Linked DNA regions of Hordeum vulgare: region 1 is linked to region 2. A link is a contact called in public HiChIP or PLAC-seq data. All regions are on one chromosome and are shown on one strand. Each heading gives the region's core, a stretch centred on a gene start, on an enhancer-like site or on the middle of the called end of the contact. The rest is flanking DNA. Distances are from core to core; before and after follow the strand shown. Region 1 holds the start of LOC123404568 (dynamin-2A-like). Region 2 holds the start of LOC123400978 (DExH-box ATP-dependent RNA helicase DExH15 chloroplastic).

The links. HiChIP or PLAC-seq counts read pairs in DNA pulled down with a chosen protein or histone mark.
Region 1: an H3K4me3 HiChIP or PLAC-seq map of embryo shows a contact between it and region 2, with 9 times the contacts expected there. The contact joins the promoter of LOC123404568 here to the promoter of LOC123400978 in region 2. A contact is called at or near these places in 1 of 6 Hi-C or Micro-C datasets (seedling) and 1 of 1 datasets of contacts at active chromatin or transcription factors (embryo).

Annotation. Positions count from the first base shown.
Region 1 is chr6H:511,219,561-511,222,260 of MorexV3_pseudomolecules_assembly, reverse strand. It overlaps LOC123404568 (dynamin-2A-like), which reads right to left and starts at 1,256. Exons shown (of 22, transcript XM_045098506.1): 1 at 935-1,256; 2 at 781-831; 3 at 572-692; 4 at 375-473. The coding sequence starts at 1,090.
Region 2 is chr6H:510,964,289-510,966,988 of MorexV3_pseudomolecules_assembly, reverse strand. LOC123400978 (DExH-box ATP-dependent RNA helicase DExH15 chloroplastic) reads left to right here and starts at 1,446. Exons shown (of 16, transcript XM_045094693.1): 1 at 1,446-1,982. The coding sequence starts at 1,461.

The DNA.
Region 1 (2,700 bases), core at 7-2,506, 260 kb before region 2:
TCTAGCATGTAGCATAACTCTCAGATATTGAGTTGGTATTTTCGAATCAGATTAAATTATATTGAGCTGGTATTCCAAATCAGATTAATTGCATCGTTGGAAAAATAAGAGAGCGCACTTTTGAGTAAGTAGTAATAACTATACCAGAGCACGCTAGATTTGAGTAATTGGTGCCTTCCACAATCTTAAGGTCTTGCCATTTCAGCTTTAAATGGCACATAAAACTTAAGCTATCAATACCAAACAACTAGTTTGGAAACTTGCTCGAACATACCATACCCTCAGGAATGCCTGACTATACAGCTTGCTACTAGATTAGCAACATTGCCCAAACTACTAGTACTAGAGTAAACATGTGTGATCCAGCGACAGACCTGTACTTGTCCGCAGCTTGAGGTAAATCTCATCAGTCCGGCTCCTCCCGGGTCCGGTGGCCTTGCTAAGCCTATCCTGCAGTGAATGCCGGAGCGCACCTGCACGCCAACACAAGCACAAAGTGTCACCATACTGAGCGGACCGACCACCCGCGTGCATTGTCAGATCTGGCTGGCCAGGGGGAGATCTCACTCACTCGAAGAAACCTGCTGCGACTTGCTGTCGATCTGCAGGACGATTGACTTGGTGCTGAGGCCCGGATCCCTCTGCAGGTCGACAACTATGGGCGCCCGCGTGGCCCCGTTCTCCCCCGTCGGCTGCAGCAGAGCAGCCACCACTGGTCAGCACAAGCGAAGGCCTAAAGCGGCGGAGGACAGCGAGAGCTAGGGACGAGGCACTACTCACCAGCACGGGGTGGCCGATGAGGGAGTTGAGCACGGCCGACTTGCCGGACCCCTGCACGGAAGGGAAGGGAAGGGAAGGGAAGGGAACAAAACCGGATCGCGTCAGATCAGGGCGCGGGCGGGGCGGGAGAGGGCTGTGGGGCGGCGGCACTTACGACGTTGCCGAGCGCGACGGCGTTGAGGAAGGTGGAGGGGCGGCGCGGGGCGGCGTCGTCGGAGGGGTCGTCGTCGGCGAGGAGCGAGGCGGCCTGGCGCATGGACTCGGAGAGCTCGACGAGCTCGACGATGGCGTCCATGGCCGACGACGACATGGGCGCAGGGATCTCGAGGCCGGTCGGGGAGATCTCGGGGGGGGGTGGGGTGGGGTGGGGAGCTGCTGTTGCGAGGAAATTGGAGGCGGACTCCTGGAAATTGGAATCCGCCGGGCGAGTGTAGGGGGGCTCCGGGAATGGGAACGGGAATGGGATTTGACACGCGCAACGCAAACGGGGGAGGGGGAGGGGGAGTCGTTGCGCACTTGCAGTTGCGCCCCTGCTTTTCAAGTGACGGGACCACCCACCAGTGAGGTAGAGGTGCGGTGCGAGCGGTGGGGCGTGGGACGTTTTGTTCGTTCCGGCGCGTCGGTCGGGTTTGGTTGCAGATCTGGCGGCTCGCGAGTGGAGCTCCGTCGGCTCTACGCGGAAACGGGCTGGGGTGCGTTTGAGGCTGCCTCTTGTTTTTGTTTTTCCAAATTCGGGAGCTTTATTAATTACTGGTAATCTGAATTGAATACTGGCGAATCTGAAGAGGAAATTGTGTGTTTAATTAAACAATGCTTCTAGTGTGACTAGTAAATGACTAGTATGTGCAATGCAAGTTGATAGATACTCCATAATGCTTCGTATTAGTACTGTTGGTACCATGGTTATCATGGTTTATGTGATTGCGGTGCAACCGTTAGGATAATTCTTTTGTCTTTGTGTGAAGAAGATTTTTAGGATATAGCACCAATAATAAACATAGAAAAGACCGATGTTGTTATACACCTTGTTGATGCAGGATGAAGAAATGCCAGGTCATTAGGCATAGGCTAATCACAGAAGTAAGCTAGTCACGGTAGTCGTGGCCAAGGCTAGAATTACCATATCGTCAGTACCAGTAGTTTGAATTTTTTGGATCTTATTCGAATGAATTCGTAATGTATGAGTTGGGTTGTTTATCTACTTATGGTTTGGACCCGTTATTTTCTGTTGTTCACTCTAAGGGATATAAGGCTCATAAGACTCTGTCTTGTGGGTGTTATATCAACGACATGAATACTACATCATGTAGTGGTATGATGGGTCACCATAACATCTACCGATGAAAAGAGCAAAGTATCGAATAGTAGGTAATTGGATGCTCCTAAGAGCATCTCTAGCAGACCCCGCAAAAGCCTCGAACCCGCAAAATTCCGACGAGTATGCGGGTTCGGCCCATTTTTCCGACCAGAACAGAGCCCGCATACTCGCCCGGCCCGTAAAAATATTTGCCGCTGCCCGCAAACCTCCCGCCCCGATCTCTATATCTACGGTTCCGCGGCGCGTTTGCGGGTTGAAACCCTATCCCCCGCCGCCGCCGAGCCACGCAATCCCCCACCCTCCCTCTCCACATTTCTCGCCACCGGCAACCACATTTCGCCTCCAACCGCCATGTGGAGCTCCGAACGCGGCGGCGAAAGCAAATCCGGCGGCAGAAGCGACCTGGAGCGCGAGCGCCGCGTCCGCTCGGACGCCGCGAGGAAGCGCGGGGCACGAAGGTGGACCAACCGTGGCATGGAGCCGCCGGCGAGCTTCCGGCGGAGCGAGACGGAGGAGTATGATCGCCTGCACGGCTCCTCGGCCGCGACCTCGTCCTCGGTGGCGAGATCCTATGCCGGGAGCTCCTCCTCTTCCGGCTCGCG
Region 2 (2,700 bases), core at 197-2,696:
CCCTCCGAGATTGGATCTCTCTCTTTGTGTCCTTCTGTTTGTGCGCTCCCAGATTCTGACTTTCGCCGTTTCTTAAATTCCCGGAGATCCGTAACTCCGACTGGGCTGAAATTTTAACACAATTTTCTTCCGGATATTATCTTTCTTGCGGCGAAAGAAGGGCCCAACAGCCTTAGGGATTGGTCACAAGCCTGCCTGCCGCGCCCTAGGGGGGCGCCTCCTGGGCTTGTGACCACCTCGGGCATCGTTTCTCGTAGATTCTTCTTTCCAAAAATCATAAATATTTCAAAAAAAAAATCCCTGTAGGTTTTTTATTGCGTTTGGACTTCGTTTGGTATGGATAATCTACGAAACAAAAAAACATGCAACAAACAGGAACTAGCACTAGGCACTGGATCAATATGTTAGTCTAAAAAATAGTATAAAAAGTTGCCAAAAGTATATGAAAGTTGTAGAATATTGACATGAAACAATCACAAATTATAGATACGACGGAGACGTATCAAACATCTTGTGGGAATTCAAGTTCCCTCTCAAGATCCGTATATTCCTATGGCAGCTGCTGCGCGGCCGGGTCCCATCCGGGACGGAGGTGTTGAAAAGGAACGGACCATCCGATGGGTTGTGTCCTTTGTGTAGGGTCTCAGAGGATTGCAACCATATCTTCTTCACTTGCCCGACCGGTAGGTTCATGTGGAGCTGTGTACGGGAGGTGGTTGGGGGCAGTTGGTGTCACGACAACCTGCCCGACATGTTTGTCGAGGTGCTTCTTCGGTCTCACAGCGCCGCTGTGAGACCGACCCTCTCGGTTACCATCGGTGCCCTCCTCTAAACTCTATGGAATATTCGTAATAAGCTTGTGATAGAGCATGTAATTCCTATCCGCGCGACTGATGCAATTTTCAAATTGTGTGGCTTTCTACGGCTATGGTGGCCGCTTAGTCGGCGCAACGACCAACACTCCATCGACACGGTTGGCGCTGCATCGAGGGGCGTTGCCGCCCGCATGGCTTCCGCCTCAACATCGCTGCTTCGTTCTCCTCCAGACCCAGATTAGCCTAGCTGTCATTGACTCTTCCTTGGGAATTATTGTGCTGCTCCCCCGGCAAGACTTCATATTTTCGTTTGTACTTTCATCATGGTTGTGTTCCAGTTGGCGTTTGCGTGGGTGCGTTAAACCTTGTGATATCTTGTATGCTTTGACCGATGCTTAATTATAATATATAAATATAATAAAGCGGGGTAAACCCTTTTTCGTTGTTTGGAAGCCAAAGCCTACTGATTTAACCGCCATGAAGGCATTCCCTGAAAAAAAAAACTTGAGGCTGGCGTAAACCCAGGTCGTTGGCGTATTTCCGGTTAGCATGTGGAAGAGCGAAGATTAAAATCCTAGCATTATCTCGTCTTCCCCCGCCTCTTCCGGCCGAATGACCAGTTCACCTTCACCACACCCTCCCGCCATGCACTGCCTCGCCCCCCACTTCCTGCTCCTCCTCCCGCTCCCCACCGCGCCCCGCCACGCGCCACCCCAGACCCCACCGCCGGCCCTCCTCCCGCCCTGCCGCCCAGCCCAATCCCAAGCCCACGCCCACGCCCACGCCGCCCCGCTCCACCGCCCCTCCGCGCGCTCCCCCTCCCGCGCCGCCGCGCCGGTGTCCGACGAGGACGAGGACGAGGAGCCCGACGAGGAGGAGGAGGAGGATGAATACGAGCTAGACATCCGCGACGTGGACTATGACGAGGACGATGACGGGGAGGGCGACGAGGAGCTGGAGGAGGGGAGCGGCGGCGAGGACGACGAGGAGGGGGATGCGGCCGCGGAGGATTCGCGGCAGGAGACCGCGGAGCGGAGGCAGCGGTCGGAGCAGTACAAGTCGCAGCAGGTGGCCAAGCTCGTCGCCGAGGTGCGGGAGTTCGGCGACGATATCATCGACTACAATGAGCTCGCTGGGATCTACGACTTCCCCATCGACAGGTTTCAGGTACCTGACTCGCGCCGATGAACTAATTCTGGTTCTACTCACTGAAGCTGTATGGGTTTCAGTGAGAGCTTGTCGATTTCGGAGTCTTGAAATGTTTTGGCATTTGTTGCTCTAGCACTGCCAGTATCTTATACTTGTATCTAGTTTCAAACTAGTACTTTGTCGAATCCGTCCATCTACTCCCTCCATTGATGTTTTGCGTATTTCAATATGGACTATGTACGGACTGAAATGACTGAACAAGCACACTAAAATGTGCCTACATACATTCCATTTAGAAAAATAATAATTAGAACATCTTATAATAGTGAACCGAGGGGAGCACCGCCAGCTTATTTAAACCAACTTAGTTGAACCTAATTTTAAAAGCTTGGATTCCATGGCTGGCCTAGAAACACAGTGATCAGAAAAGGGAAATAAAAAAAGAGGTGGTAGCACTGCTTAGAACTCAATAAGCTCAGTCACATAACGCGACAGATATCTCAAGATAAAACAAATCATGCTAATTAAACATATAATCAAATATTGTAGCTGTATTTTGTTTGCAAATATAATTTTCGCAAACCAATTGTTTTGTACCGATACTGTAACACAGTAAACCATGCAATTGTGCGGGCCAATCTGCTAGTTAGATACATGCCATTACACGGGGGACATCTCTTGTGTTGTCTACTGCAATACACTTCCTAACTTGTGGCATCATGGAGCTCACTGAGGT